Linked DNA regions of Sus scrofa: region 2 is linked to region 1. A link is a contact called in public Hi-C data. All regions are on one chromosome and are shown on one strand. Each heading gives the region's core, a stretch centred on a gene start, on an enhancer-like site or on the middle of the called end of the contact. The rest is flanking DNA. Distances are from core to core; before and after follow the strand shown. Region 1 has its middle 170 kb from the start of IRX3. Region 2 has its middle 98 kb from the start of IRX3.

Region 1 (7,468 bases), core at 2,493-4,992:
GATCCTGCATTGCTGTGGCTGTGGTTGGTGCAGGCCATTCACTGCAGCTCTAATTCGAACACTAGCCTGGGAACTTCCGTATACTGAGGGTGTGGCCCTAAAAGACAAAAGAAGAAGAAGGAGAAGGCGAAGAAGACGAGGTGCCTTTGTCTGTTTAGGCTTCTGTAATAAAAGTACAAAGGTACAATTTCATTCAAAAAACTGGGAGCTTAAACAACATTCATTTTGCATAGCTCTGGAGGCTGGGAAGTTCAAGGTCAAGGAGAGGGAGGATTCAGGGTATGGGGAGGGCCTGCTTGCTGGTTTACAGATGACCGTCTTCTCACTGTATCCTCGCATGGTGGGAGGGGGAAGGGAGCTCCCTGGGGTCTTATTTATTTATTATTTATTTTTTATTGAAGTATAGATTTCAATGCTGTGTTAGTTTCAGGTGTATAGCAGCCCGGGAACTTATTGGCAGAACAGAAACAGACTCACAAAGTTATTCGGTTACACACACACACACACACACACACACACACACACATTCCATGCCGACTGTCTGAGGGGAGTGGATCTCAAGCTCCTCAGTGTGGAGTTTCTGCACCGTCCCTAAGTTACCACTTGTAAAGAATGTTGTTCCTGCTCCCGATGCTTTAAGAAAAATGCGTGCCAGTATCAAAAAGGAAGGCTTACCACCGCCATCCCTACTCTGACAGGTCCATGTCCCCTGGGTTGCGTCTGTCTCCCCCTTCCCTACTGACCCCTGCAACATGGAATGAAACATGTCCTTCGGATAACCTCCTAGCATCAGCTCACGAAAGAAAAAGATGTTCCTCCATTTTGAATATTCTCGGGTTCTGTTCGGCAAACTTGGAGGTTTCTGAGGTATAGCTCAAATCAGTTTGGTTTGAAAACAATTTTATTTTTCCTCTGCTGTATCACTGACGTTGTGATATGAGTAGAAGGATACAGAATTCCATTCATTCATTCATTCTTTCTTTCAACAAATGAGTATTGGGTGCTTTTATGAACCTGGGACCCGGGCTCTGTGCTGGGGTTACAAGGACAGACAAGGAGATTCCCAGGGAGGAGACAGACCCATGAGCAGATCAACTCATCATAACACATTTCCTCCCTGACATGTAGAAAGGGAGCCACAAAATAAGGGGCCATGTGAGCCTCAGGGGGAAGAAGTGGGTCCCTTGATGCAGAATGGCCACTGTCCCAACTGGTGCCTTTGTGCCAGTGAAAGACAGGTCCCCTTTCTTAAGATACTTTACTTCCATCTATCAAAATATTGTACTTATTTTGCTTGATCAAAATCCATTATGTCATCTGCCAGAAAACTGTCATAACGAATACAGAACTCTACAAAGAGTATGTGAGTGGCATCCCCTTAGAGCTGAGCTCTTGTGCAGTATGCAACCTTCACAGCTGGACATGTGCCAGTTCTGTGTAACTGAGCCCAGGCACCCAAGTTGGAGGGGGGAGCATATCATGTCCCGGTCTGACTGAAAGTCAAGACTGACGTTGCTCCATCCAGGCTTTTCTTTCCTATACGATCCAGTGTTAAATAGTTTCTTATGAAAGGAATCATATTTTGACCTCTGTTTCAAAGCTTGGTCTTATTCATCTAGACAGATTCTGCTTATGAATGTATAGTCCTGAATTGTGCAGCTTAAAGGGACTTTGTGAGCCCATGGCTGGCATTCCAGCCTTAGGAGGAAATGGGAATGGGGCTAAGGGAAGGGGGACTATGCACATCCGGAAGACGGCAGATGTTGGACAAAGCATGGGATGGAGAGAGGAAGAGTAACCACCCAAATGTTCCTGGCCCAAGAATAAAATCAAAGACATCTCTTTTTTTTTTTTAAAGGCTCACAATTTATGGGCTCCACAGGCTAATCTAGAAATGACCTAGGCATTGATTAACCCTGACTTGCCTGGTCAGGAAATCTCCATGGGGACCTGAAACGAGACCTGAGTTTGAAAGGCACCTGCCAGGAAGAACAGAGGTGTGAGTGGAGCCATGGCAGGATGTGGCTGATGCTCCTCCCAGAGAAGCAGACCTTTGCCCTGATCCCAGGCAGCCCTGGGAGGGGGATGGTCCTGCTTCCAGGCTGTGGACACATCACACTGGACGTGCGTTCCCCTGGCATCGCCTCGATGGGAAGAGGAACTCAGATCAAGGAAACAGATACCTATCTGTGGTTGGGGAGCTTTGTTTCCACCCATGATATATAGTTCCGGAGGAGGGGTGGCAAAACAAATTATTCCGTCTCCTCACCACCAACAGGTCTTTAGCAGGGGCTGATGAGGAGAAGAGATGCTGGCGATTAGCAGTTACCTCACAATAGGTCCCAGGGACAGGAAAAGTGTCTGAAGTTTATCTATTGTTAAGTGAGATAATTTATTGTTGCCCAGGGTTAAGGAGCAATTCCAGTCCCTTCCTACCTCGGGAACGTAGATTTATAAGATGATGCCCAAATTTAGACATTGAGGCGCTGCTGGCAGAAATGTCCCCAAAGGCTGATGATGGCTTCTGCGCGTTTGAAGCCAAGTCATTCACAGAGCTAATTTGAGGCTCTCCTCGGAAACTATATTTGCTTTCTGAGTGCATGGTGAGTTTTCATTGGGGCTCTGACCAGCTGACAGCTATGCAAGTTTGTAGATACCAGTAATTGAATATAGATAACCTTGATGGTTGACCTCGTCAGAGCCAGGCCTGGCTGCTTCCCATTGTTCCTGGTTTTGCCAGTTGATACTAAACGGCTGCCAGATGAATTTATATATTAAGAATTCTCTGCAGTGGGAATTGCTTATCGTCTCCTGGTCTCTCCTGTAAGCTTCTATTTACTTGACGTGGTGAGCTGGGAATAAAAACCGTGATTTGACTCTTCGCTCTTAGGAATGGCGAAGGGCGTGTTGGAAAAGCTTTATTAATTTCTAAAAACGAAGGCGGGGGGGTGGTGGTGGTGGTCATGCTTATGCTTTAGGCGAACTGTAGGCGTTCGTTCCACAAAGCTGCTTGGGGCTGTCCGAAGTTGGTTCCCAGCCACCTTTTCAGTATTCAATTTAGCTTAAAAGCAGAGCTTGAAATGCATTTGGCATTTCCCTTTGCATTTTAAGGGAAATTTTGGAAGAGGTTCAGAATGTATGGCTTATCAGGAGAGATGCCTTAGGAAGGCGCTGAGAGGGCAAGGTGAAAATCACGGGACCACCTAAAGAGGGGGTGCAGGTTAGGCTAAGTGTTCGCATCAGGCTTCTTGGTCATTAAGCTGCCCATTGTCAGCAGAAGGTAACAGTGGGATTATTTTCATGGTGGCTCTGCGGCCATCTCTCCCTTCTTCTTTAGACTTTTCTGAATTGTTGAAATGTCAACAGTGAACATGGATCATTTTTTGCCCTTAGGAAAAAAAAAAAAAGATGAAACTGTTGAAAAAAATTTTTTTTCAAGAAACCATGTAATCCAGTCTTCTGGAAGCTGATCTGTATTTCTCCAGGCTCTCCTTCCATGGGCTTTGAACTTGATGGCTAGTGCAGGGGTGTTAGGAAAGGCCAGAGTCTGTGTCCTCTTTAGTCAGAGGTGACAGGGTCAGAGGGCGGTACCATGGTCCGCAGGGGAGGCAGAGGGCCGGATGGAAGCAGCCCCGATAGCCGCTGTCTACATCGAGGCATCTTGGCAGCTAATGACGAGGGGTGGAGTCGGAGGTCTGGGCTTCGGAAACCATGCGGGTGGGAGCTCCAGAGGCCTCGCTGCCAAGCAACTGTGTGTCACCGCTCAGCTGAGGGGATCAGCCTTTGATGCTTTCAACATCAGAGCATCAGAGCTGTTCTTCATCCTGAGAAGGAAGGTTCGGGTTAGTCAGCCAGGGCAAATAGCTCAAGGGAAATTTCACTTTCCCTTTGTTGGGCCCCCTGCTTTCATGTGCTAGGACTGCACCTCCGGATGGCCACACGGGGAGAAGAAGGCTCGCCGGACCCCAGTGTTCGCAGCCCAATGTGGGGACCTGAGCGTATTGCGAGGCCATATGGAGAGCCGTGACGCAGACCACACCTGGAGGAAGGGGCGGCTGCGGGCCTAAAATGACCTCTCCATGAGGCCATCTGCTGTCCCTGTAGTCACCGTCACTGCAGTGGTGACTGGCCTGGGAATTTTTCTCCCTGGGCCAGTCTAACTGGTCTGGCCTCCCTCCCCAGCAAGGCTGGCCCTGTTTGTGTCTCTGCTGCTCTGGGCATGTTTACCTTGGAAAGAAGGTCACGAGGGCATGCGAGGATGTGACAGCTGGTGCCTTCCACTGTCACCTGTGGTGCACGGAGCCAGGACGTGTGGGTTTGAACCCAACTCAGCTCCCTATTAGCTATCGTACACTGAACAATTATTGCATCACTCTCTTCCTCACTTTCTTCCTCTGTAAAATGGGTTTGCTCTCTGTATGGACCCTTTGGGGTTTTTTTTTGTTTTTTTGTAGAAGAGCCAGTGGCATTAGCATGTACCCACCGCTCCCCGCTCTGCCTAGAGCTAGAAAGGGCTCTACCACTGCCAGCTACTGTTGGAAACATGCATTTGATATTCATTTGAACACAATCCAGAAATCCTCAATATTTTAAAAACAGCTTCAAGAAAGGACTGGATCTTCCAACAATGAAAATGTGTATTAAGCAAAATGGTGATTTCAAAAAAATTAAGGCAGCTAGGCCAATATTACCCCTTAAGTGTGTGTGGAGCCTTGTACTTCTGAGGACTCTGCTCCTTTTATTGGAATGACCTACTCTGGGATGCAGTTCTTAAGAACTCAAAATCCCAAAGATATGGCAGTGTCTGCAGAGGGGAGCTAGGGGCATTGGTTCAGGGTGGGGAGAGGGAGAAGGAGGAGCAGGAGTTATGCCAAGGATGCAAACCAAGCCAGAGGTGGCAGGGCCTTTAGTCCAGGGAGAAAGTGATGGGCAGAGAAGGATGCAGCCAAGGAGGGAGGAACCACCCTGAGCTTCAGACAGACTGCAGTCTGCCATCTAGGGGGTCTGGTGAGGACAGGGGACGTGATGGGACAGCTGCTGAAATGAGCTTGACCTTGAGCTCTAAACAATTCACTCTAGAGCCTGCTTAACAGTATCTGTGAAATTTGGAGGTCCCAGGTATTGGCAGGAAGTCATTTCAGAGCTTTGGGTGATAGCAGATGGCCTGAGGCTGGCTGGAGGGACAGTAGGAGATGTGAACTTGCCACAGGGGACCTTGGCCTTCCCTCTGGTGAGCCCAGCTTGGCATTGGGATATGGGCTCTGAGACTTGCATCACGGGAACCGCAGCTGGAAGGATCTAAAGAGCCTCCATCACCAGTGAGTGTGAAAATCCTATATTTACCACCTGAGATGTTTAATTCACTCAACCCACAATGTTTATCAAATACCAACGCCGGGGAAGGAATCATGCTGGAAATCATTTTCTGCAGAGCCAGGGTTATCTCCAGTCTTAAACCCAAGACTTGATTTTATCAAAATCATGGAGGAAGCTGGTCAAATGCAGAGTCCAGGGCTCTACCCAAGAGATTCTGATCCAGTGAGTCACGCATGGGGCCCGGGCACTTGCTTTTTGAACAAATACAGATTTTTGCCTTCTGAGGCCAATGAGCCATGTTGTGTCTGTCTGTCCACCCATCTAGCCAGCATTTACTGAATACCCACTAGGTGCCAAGCACTGGATTGGACCCTGGGGACTGGAAAAAGTCATGGCGCCTGTCTTCAAGTCACTGTGGCTATTGCAAAGGGTTGAGTTCAACAACTCTAACAGTTCCTACCATTTCAAATGCTGCAGTCTTTAAAAAGATGCTGTTTTAAATAGCTTGGGAGCTCCTTGCTGGCCTAGCAGTTAAGGATTCAGTGTTGTCGCTGCTGTGGTTCTGGTTTGATCCCTGGCCTGGAAACTTTTGCATACTGTGGGCGCAGCCAAAAATAAAGATCTCAAACCAGAGATAGAGATAGAAATACATTCTCTGTTCACTAGACTATTAAGTCCATTTGTTGTATAAAGTTTATAATGGACACAACAACACTTACTATAAAGCAGAGAGTTTATAATGGACATAACAACACTTACTATAAACAACATTTACTACACATATTTTATTTAAATTTAGTCTTTGCAACAACTTTAGGGGGCGGTGTTATGACCGTTCCCATTTTACGTAGGAAGGATCACTCACCAAGATCCCACAGGTAGGAAGCAGTAAATTACGTCATTTGACCCCAGGTGGCATAAGCCCAGAGCCTACACATTTTTTTTTTTTTCTTGTTGGGGCCACACCCATGGCATATAGAGGTTCCCAGGCTAGGGGTCGACTTGGAGCTACAGTTGCAGGCCTACACCACAGCCACAATGACTTGAGATCAGAGTCGTGTCTGTGACCTACACCACAGCTCACAGCAACACCAGATCCTTGACCCGTTGAGTGAGGCCAGGGATCAAACCCGCATCCTCATGGTTCCGAGTCGGGTTCATGAACCTCTGAGCTAGGCAGGGAACTCTCAGAGCCTACACATTTAACTATCACACTGCTTCCCAACTCAAATTGCTACTGGTGAAGTTTTGAGGCTGAAAAATGCTGCTATACAACTAATTATTCAGATATTGCATCTATACAACCAGAGGAGAAAAAACTTGGGGTCTTGTATTTGAAAGAACATAGAGCATCTTGATTTTTTTGGATGCCAAGGTGGGAGTGAGGATAGAGGGGCTAAGAAACGGCTTAACTTCACAAATAGCAAATCCAAAGGTTCAGTTTTCACAAATAGCTGAGAATGTCAGCCTTGGCAAGTGCATTCGGACTGACAAAACTAAAAGACTTTGATAATATCAAAATGCCGGCAAGGGTGTGGGGAAAGAGTTCTGCCCACACACAGCGGGGAGGTGTGCCAGTTGGTTCAACCATCATGGAGGGTGATTTGGCAATGTCTAGTGAAAATTCAAGTGTGCATGACCTAGCAAATGCACTCCTAAATCTGTCCGTATGTGCCCAAGGAGATGCAAAAGACGTTCCTAGAACACTGGAAAAACTGGGACAATCTAACTATCTACCAATAAGGGGTATGGGTGAAAAAAGGCAGTTCGAACCACCCATGGTACTTTTCCAGCAAGAAGATCTAGGCTTGATATTTCAAACCCATAGCTTGAGAAACCTTTCTAACGCTTAGTGACTGTGTAGCATAGTGGCTATTAAGAAACATAGCTTCTGGCCCAGACTGCCTGCCCCAATTCTTGGCTCCTTCCTTTACTCACAGAGCAATGTTCAGCAATCTTCTTGATCTCTTTGTGCCTTAGTTTCCCCATCTCTGAAATGGGAGTGGCAATAATAGCACCTCACTCATAGGGCTGTTAGGAAGGTTTAAAGTATGAATGCAAGGAAATCTCCTAGAATCCTATGTGTTACCTAGTGTTTGTGGCACAGCATTTGCTATGAAGTCTCAGTACGTTTGGGATGGGATGAGATGAT
Region 2 (7,468 bases), core at 1,768-4,267, 74 kb before region 1:
TATCTTAACCACAGGGGCCCATTTGCAAACCGGCCCAGTGCACTGGGTTCAACCATTTCCCCAACCCACAGTATCTCTGGGTTACGGTATCATCACATTCATTTGTTTAGATCTGCCTCCAGCTGCAGAGGACTTTGGGCAATTTATGGGGATACATTAAATCAAACAAGATGGTGTCCCCACCACTCCCCCCCCCCCACCACTTCGAGGAGCAAAGGAAGGAAGGAAACAAGGGCGGGGTAGAAGTTTCATAGACCTGAGGCTACACCTTACAATCCACTCCTATTCGCCTCTGTTATCTCTCCTTTAATCTTGTGCAACAATTTTCCGGATGCTATTAGTCTGCATTTCTTCTGAGTTGAGTTACAAGGACATCACAAATGACCTACTGTGTAATATTCTATTTTTGCAACTCAGAAGGCCACACCATGCAATTTAAAACGTTACTGAAAAGCCCCCGTCTGAAGCAAGTGGCATCAGTCACACAGGCCTTGTGTTTTCTATTTTCTTTCATTCCTTCTGATATGATTTCATCAATACATCAATAAACCGAAAAAAAAAAAAAAGAACTGAGGCTGCCAAGTGCGGTGCATCGATTCAGAAAGCTTGTTAAACAGTTGACTCTATCTGACTCCACCCAGGGGTTGATTTTGGCCTTTCTGGGAGCTTCCATGGAATCTGCTTCTTTAACTGTCTAACCACCAGCATCGTTATTTCTACTAAGAAAGAAGCAGCTGAGACAAAGGTCTTGCTGTTCCCTCCATCAACCAACAAGGATCAGGCCACTCCCTCCCCCTCAGGAGGGGCTGCCTCCCTATAGGCTCTTTCTTTGGATCATTAGTTTCTCCACGTAGTGCATATTTATAAGATGCCTACTATGTGTTAGCACTCTCTGGGCTTTGGGGGTGGCAGGGTCCACCAAATAGTCCCAGGTCATCCCCCGCTAGAGCTTGAGTGTATATTTTTTGGTACAAGATCCATTCAAAGTCGAAATGCTGAGACGGTCTCCAGGCCCCTCTTCTCTCTGAGTGCAACAAATACACTTCAGAGAAGGGAATGGATCCATCCAGGAAGACATGAACTTCTCACGTGTTTTCAACAGCGGGGGATGAATGCAAGGAATCAGCTACAGCCAGAGGAAGAGCAGAGATGCCAAGCAAGGGGTGGCATGGTAACTTGGAGATCGGGAGGTGCTGGATGCAGCTTCCACTCTCATCCTTCCAGGCTGGAGGGATAAAGGGCAGAGGCTGAGTTTCCGGAGCCCTGGGACCAGGGTCACCCAGTGGAGGCAGCCATGGCTGGCTGCCTGCAGGAAGCCCGAGTCACAGAGAAGATGCAGTTTCTCCTGAAATCCGGCCGAGGCAGAAAGAGAGCGCTCTGGGTTTTCCCTTTCTTCACCCCCCCCCCAAGGCTCCCCCAGGGCCTCCTAGCAGCTAACTGACTCCTTAAAAAGCTGGTTTTTATAGGAGTCTGAGACCACAGACAGCCTGCAGTGAGCACTCCCTGCTTTCTGTTATAGAGTAGAGCAGACAAAGAGCAAAGGATCCTTGAGTTTACCAAGCAGGCTTCTGACCATGAAAGGAACCACCCCCGCCCCCCGCAACATTTTTTTTTTAGATGAGAACCTGGAACACAAACACACCTTCGTGGTCAGGGGTCATAACAGAATTCAATGCCAAGTTCTCCTGGAACCATCGTCATTATCATCCACCACCATCACAAGCTGAGACCCTTCTAGGTGTGGAATCCGTCCCCCACTTTGGATATGTATTTTACATCCTCACCCAAAGAGATTCCGTTTGGGGCCATTTTATGGATGAGGAAACTGAGGCTGAGAGGAAGCAGATAACTCACTTGTCCAAGGTCAAGCAAGAGGTTGGACCAGAATTTGAACTATAGTCTGTCTGACTCCATGTCCTATGGCCTTGACCACTGAGCCTTGACCCACCAAGGCTCCTGGAGCTAAGTCTGCTCTGGGACATGGAGAATCCTTGGGGGATAAAGGCAGCTCTCTGAGGGCTCCAGGCTCAGACTCAGCCCTGGAGGAGAAGCCTTCCCTGGATCCTCTGCCCCCAGCACTGTGCACCCCCCCCGCCCCCGCGCCCCAAGACACACACGCACATGCACACACATGTGTACACACACACACACATACACACACGCACACACGGCAAGTACCATCTAAATGTCTGGGGCCGGCCAAAGGCTTGGAGAACAGGCCAAGAGGCTGTTGGCAAGCCCACTGCTCTGTCACCCAGAGGGTGACTCAAAAGGCAGGGCATGCTTGTTTCAAGATACGGTCTGGGTCCCAGGGCCAGGAAACCCTCTCTGCACCCTTACAATCTGCCTGTTTGATAATGGACAGGATTGGCCCTACCTGGACCTTCCTGGCTGGCCCTGCTGTGGGGTCCGCCAGGTATTGCTCGGAGGCTGCCAGGAGCCTACAGTGGGGGTGAGAACGGCCACCCTCCCTGCCTCTGGTGCTCTGGGCGGACCCCCACATCTGTGTATCATTTAGACTGCAGAGGGGCTGGGAGGAGGCAGAGAGCATCCAACCACAGCAGGTCAGACACTCATTGAAGACATGTCCCCCTGGCCTTACCTGGCAGTCCCCCGTCATTCCTGGAAGATGAGTATAAGCTGCATCTTCCTGACAATTCAGACTGTCGAAAAGAGAAGACCCGAACAAAGATGGCAAGACGGGGAGGGCGGCATTGGGGCGATTGGGTGAGTTTTCTTCTAGGGCCGTGTCACCAAGTGTCTGATGTGGCTTTCACACTTTGTCATAGTCAGGCCTCCGTATGTTGCAGTGTTGGTGGCCTGGGATTCTGGCTTTATCACTCCCTAATCTCGGTTTAATTGCTGTGGTCAATTTACCCTGTACTTAATAACCCACAGCTTGGTATAATGTTTAATATGGTTGACACACACTTTGCTTTAAATGTCAGCACTGGCTGGGCCTGGGGACTTGGCAGCCTCCCTGGGAGAGATGGCAGAGGAGCGGTGTCATCTGCTCGGCGTCTGGGATGCTGGTATGTTGGCTGCAGCCTCTCTTGGCTTGAAGGCTCAGCCACTGCCCAGTGCTGGATGGCACTTACCACCTCCAGCCTGTGCCTGAGGCCCACCCAGCCGTCATCTGCTCTCCTCTTGCTGCGTCCCACCTAGGGGCTCACGGGGAAGGGGTGTCTGGAAGGCAGCCAACCTCAGCTTGGAAAGGGTCCCGCACCCCAGGGCTATGTGCGGGCTGGTCCTGGTTGCATGTTTGTGCCCGGGCCCCCAGGGGCAGCTCTGGGGTAAATATCACACTCTGGTTGAGGGATTGCAAGCAACATCACTGATAATGGCTTTGCCAAGAGGGACTCAACCAGCACACTGGATGCATTTTTGTTACCCACTCAACTTGCATTCCTTCTGCGTCTCATGGACTGAATGATTCAAATGGATGGACTAAACCTGATCGAACTCCTGAGGCATCTTCCCAGTTCATTGTGACCCCCTACTGCCCCTTTCTATGGAAATTGCTCTTTCATCCACAGGACAAATTTACTCAAAAGTGCTGTTTATTTACCCTGGGTGTTCCTGACTCCTTGGCAGGACCCCAGACCTAAACCGGGCCAATCAGCTTCTCTCTCCTGGAGAAATTCGAGATAAAGAGACAGCATAGAGGTGTCTGAGGGTGTCTAAACAGCAACTCATAGACTTGGGAGTCATGGGGTGGCCGTATTTTGCCACTGGACCAGATGGCAGAGGAAGCAGGATGAAATGTATAGAAGTACAGATGCTCCTCTGGATGTTTCTCTGGCTCCAGTATCAAAGGAGCAATACTTTCCTCCTTTGGTTTCCCCGAAACACCCTGAAGCTTGTCACAAATCCCCCCTTTGGGCTGAAGCAACTTGCTTTTCCACAAAGAGCTCTGCATAAAGCAATCCCACGAGAGCCTGGCACAGAGCTAGTCTGGTGGAAGGCTCATCTGAAGTTGTATTGGGGGTATGGTTTGGGGGGCCATATAAATATCTTGGGTGGAAATCTGTTGAGGGTCATCCTGGCTTTGGGTGCAGGGGATTTGTCCCTAGGGCTGGCGTGTCCCCTGAGCTCCTCCCCTTGGCTGGGTTTCTCCTTCCATCCTTGACACGGGAGGATGTAGCCAGAATCTGGGGTCTGTGCCCTAGACTGAGTGTGGGGCATTTGCCCCTTCTGGTCCCTCTATCTAGGGGAGACTGTTTGGGAAACTCGGGGTTACCCAGGAGCACCTGAGAGCAATGCTGGGAGTCTCTTCTCCACAGGCATTTGCCTTTTGGGCTCAACCCTGAGGGGATCACTTCCGGGATGCTGTCAGCCTGATGCTCTGGCACCCTGAGACAGCTCATCCCTCAGGTAGGCAGGATGTCTAGGTCCAGGTTACGTCTAAGGGTGCATGAAAAGATTTTCAGGTTAGTTTCTTTTTCCATAGGGGGAAAAAATGAAAATAGTGGTAATAAGCAGGCAATAACTACTCCAGCTCCACTTCAATTTGTCTTTATAGCAACTTTGCTGTAAAATAAGTTTCAAGTTTTTTTTTTTTTTTTCTTTTTAGGGCCACACTTGTGGCATAGGAAAGTTCCAGGCTAGGGGTTGAATCAGAGCCACAGCCGCTGGCCTACGCCACAGCCACAGCAATACCGGATCCGAGCCCTGTGTGTGTAACCTACCTACAACTTAACCCATTAAGCAAGTCCAGGGATCAAACTTGTATCCTCATGGATACTAGTCGGGGTCTTAACCTGCTGAGGTTAAGAACAGGAACTCCAAAGTTTTAATATTTTTATTGACTGTAGGGAGGGGCCCACAAGGGCAAGAGAGTCTAAAGACACAAACAGCAGCATAACGTGGCCCTATCCGCACACTCTATTCTTAAGCATATGTAGGGGTGCTGGCTTCCTAAGAACCCCAGATGGAGCCCACCACCAAAGTGGGTAGCTGTGCTCTGGATTGTTTGCGTGGGGTGCTACAGGGAGGGCAGTGACCCTGTGTCTCTCTCGGGCTCACCCACAGCTCCCAGTCTCGCCTGCCCTGTAGACTGGGCAGGTTATGGGGAGGTGGACAAAGCAGCTGGGCTGGGTCATTACTTTTCCCGCCTGGATTGAGCTCAAAGTTGAACCAAGCAGAGGTCAGAGTCCAAGCCTCAGCATGGCCCAAAGACTCCCCATGCTTAACCTGGAGGGACCATCACCCCAAAGCTATGAACCCTGGCCCTTGCAGATGATCAGGCACTTGAACTCTGCCCCCGCCTCTTACAGGCAGGAAGAGAAGATCACAGATCACGAGGGGAGCTGCCAAGTGCTGGGCTCATCTTGGGCGATATCTCACTGAGTTACCCCAGCAGCCCTGCAGGAGACAATGATGATTGGCCCCATTTTATAGACATGGAAACTGAGGCTCAGAGAGACTAAGAAGTCTGGCCAAGTTCAGAAAGCTAGTGAAGTGGCAAGGTCAGGATTTGAATTCAGATCTGCCTGACACCAGACCTCATGCATCCCTTACACCCGAACTCCCAACCAGAAGGCCGGCCTCCGAGGAGGAGGGATGCCCTTCCCAAGAAAATAGCACGGTATCAGAAGGCGCGTCCAAGAGGAGACACAAAGGTGGCATCCTGGCCTTACACAGGAGACTTTGGGTGGCACACAGTATGAGCTTAGCCACCAGGGGCATATAAGCAAACATTTAGAGCTGATACATCCAAATCACAATTTCCTGAATAGTCCTCCTAGAGGAATGTATAGATGTTTTTCCAAGGGAGTAGATGCAAAATATTAATTAATGGTACAGTTGACATACAGATAAAACAAAATAAAATAAAATAAAATAAAATAAAAATAGGATGAGAAATGTTAAATACTGGTATATAGGAGAGACCTGTAGATGGTAAAACATCGCGTCTGTGTTTGAGTTACCGCGTGTGCATTCTTGGGTAAGATTCTCCAGCTCTCTGAGCCTCAGTCTCCTCATCTCTAAAATGGGGGGACCCCAAAAAGTGGTTTAAAGTGTCAAAGGAAAGGACACATAGCAGATGGGTTGCCAAGCTCTGTGCAGACATATGGGGCCATCGGGCAGGAAGCCACATGGTCAAGTGCTCTTTTGGCTGCCAGCTCTTGGGCAGGGAGTGAGAGAGTAATTTTTGGACAGAAGAGGTGGGGGAGGGGTTGGGCTTGGAACTTGGGGTTCTCCGTGCTTAAGTCTACTTGGGCCTTGCCCCAGATTGCTGGGCCTCCCAAGTAACACGATATAAATCTATTTAATTGAACATGCGTCTTAATTGCCAAAATTACCTGTAACATTAGCTTCTTTCACAGCTGTGCCCTCTTCTGGGGCTGGTGCCAGTTCTCGGGGGCGGGGGGGGGGAATGAGTGGGTCCTCGCAGGCAGCCGCCTAATGCAGGAGGCTGTGGGTGGGCGCGGCAGCTCCGTGCAGGGCCCTGCAGGTGCGAGGAACCAGGACTGGGAGTCCGGACTTTGGTCTGGGCCCTCAGCACAGCCAGTCTAGCTTCTCCTCTCAAGAAACTGTCCCTGATTAAAGATGGCAGAGCAGTCGCTCAGGTTCCTGGACTCTCCTCAGATCCCAGGAGTCAGGGCCCATGTCCCGTGTTTCTGCTTTTACTCTCAACCACAGAACTCACGATGCTCAATCAGTGGGACCACTGGGGATCACAGAGGATTTATGGTAAGCAGAGAGGACAGCAGGCACAAAATGAACCCTGGGGAGGTAGTGGCTGCCACAGGCTGTGTCTTTCCCTCAAACGTTCTTATCGTCATTGAATAATGTGAGCAAATACAAATGGCCAAAAGAAAGAAAGCAAGAAAACATCGCAGACTCATATGTTAACAGGGAAATACATATTAAAATTTCAGCTACATATATTTGTTCACCTACTAGATTGCAAAAAGTTGATTTTTTGTTTGTTTGTTTGTGGGGTTTTTTTTTTTTGCTTTTTTTTAGGGCTTGTGGCATTTGGACATTCCCAGGCTAGAGGTCGAATCAGAGCTGCAGCTGCTGGCCTACACCACAGCCACAGCTATGCTGGATCAGAGCTGAGTCTGGGACCTATACCACAGCTCACAACAACACTGGATCCTTAACCCGCTGATTGAGGCCCAGGATCAAACCCACATCCTCAGAGATACTAGTCATGTTTGTAAATCGCTGAGTCACAACAACTCCACAAAGAGTGTTTAAGTTTAATAATTTCAGTATTGCATTTTTTTATTCCAATGAGATCATAACTTGGTTGAGGAAATTTGGCAGGATTTACTAAAATTAAATTAGGGGCTTTTATCGTAGCTCAGGGGGTTAAGGACTTGTCGTTGTCTCTGTGAGGACGTGGGTTTGATCCCTGGCCTCACTCAGTGGATTAATGATCTGGTGTTGCTGCAAGCTGTGGCATAGGTCACAGATGAGGCTCAGGTCTAATGTTGCTGTGGCTGTGGCACAGGCT

Evidence for each region. Hi-C and Micro-C count contacts between places; a contact is called where the count stands out from the background.
Region 2: a contact with region 1 is called in a Hi-C map of fetal heart ventricle, with 3 times the contacts expected there. The contact joins two enhancer-like sites. A contact is called at or near these places in 4 of 47 Hi-C or Micro-C datasets (embryonic fibroblasts, fetal heart ventricle, heart right ventricle and 1 more).

What each region holds. Positions count from the first base shown.
Region 1 is chr6:30,870,370-30,877,837 of Sscrofa11.1, reverse strand. No RefSeq gene overlaps it. Among named protein-coding and RNA genes, the nearest start is that of IRX3, 170 kb to the left of the region's middle. Within about 2 kb of position 3,742, at least 5 of the 83 cell types and tissues checked have an H3K27ac peak or open chromatin away from gene starts, as enhancers often do.
Region 2 is chr6:30,943,295-30,950,762 of Sscrofa11.1, reverse strand. No RefSeq gene overlaps it. Among named protein-coding and RNA genes, the nearest start is that of IRX3, 98 kb to the left of the region's middle. Within about 2 kb of position 3,017, at least 2 of the 83 cell types and tissues checked have an H3K27ac peak or open chromatin away from gene starts, as enhancers often do.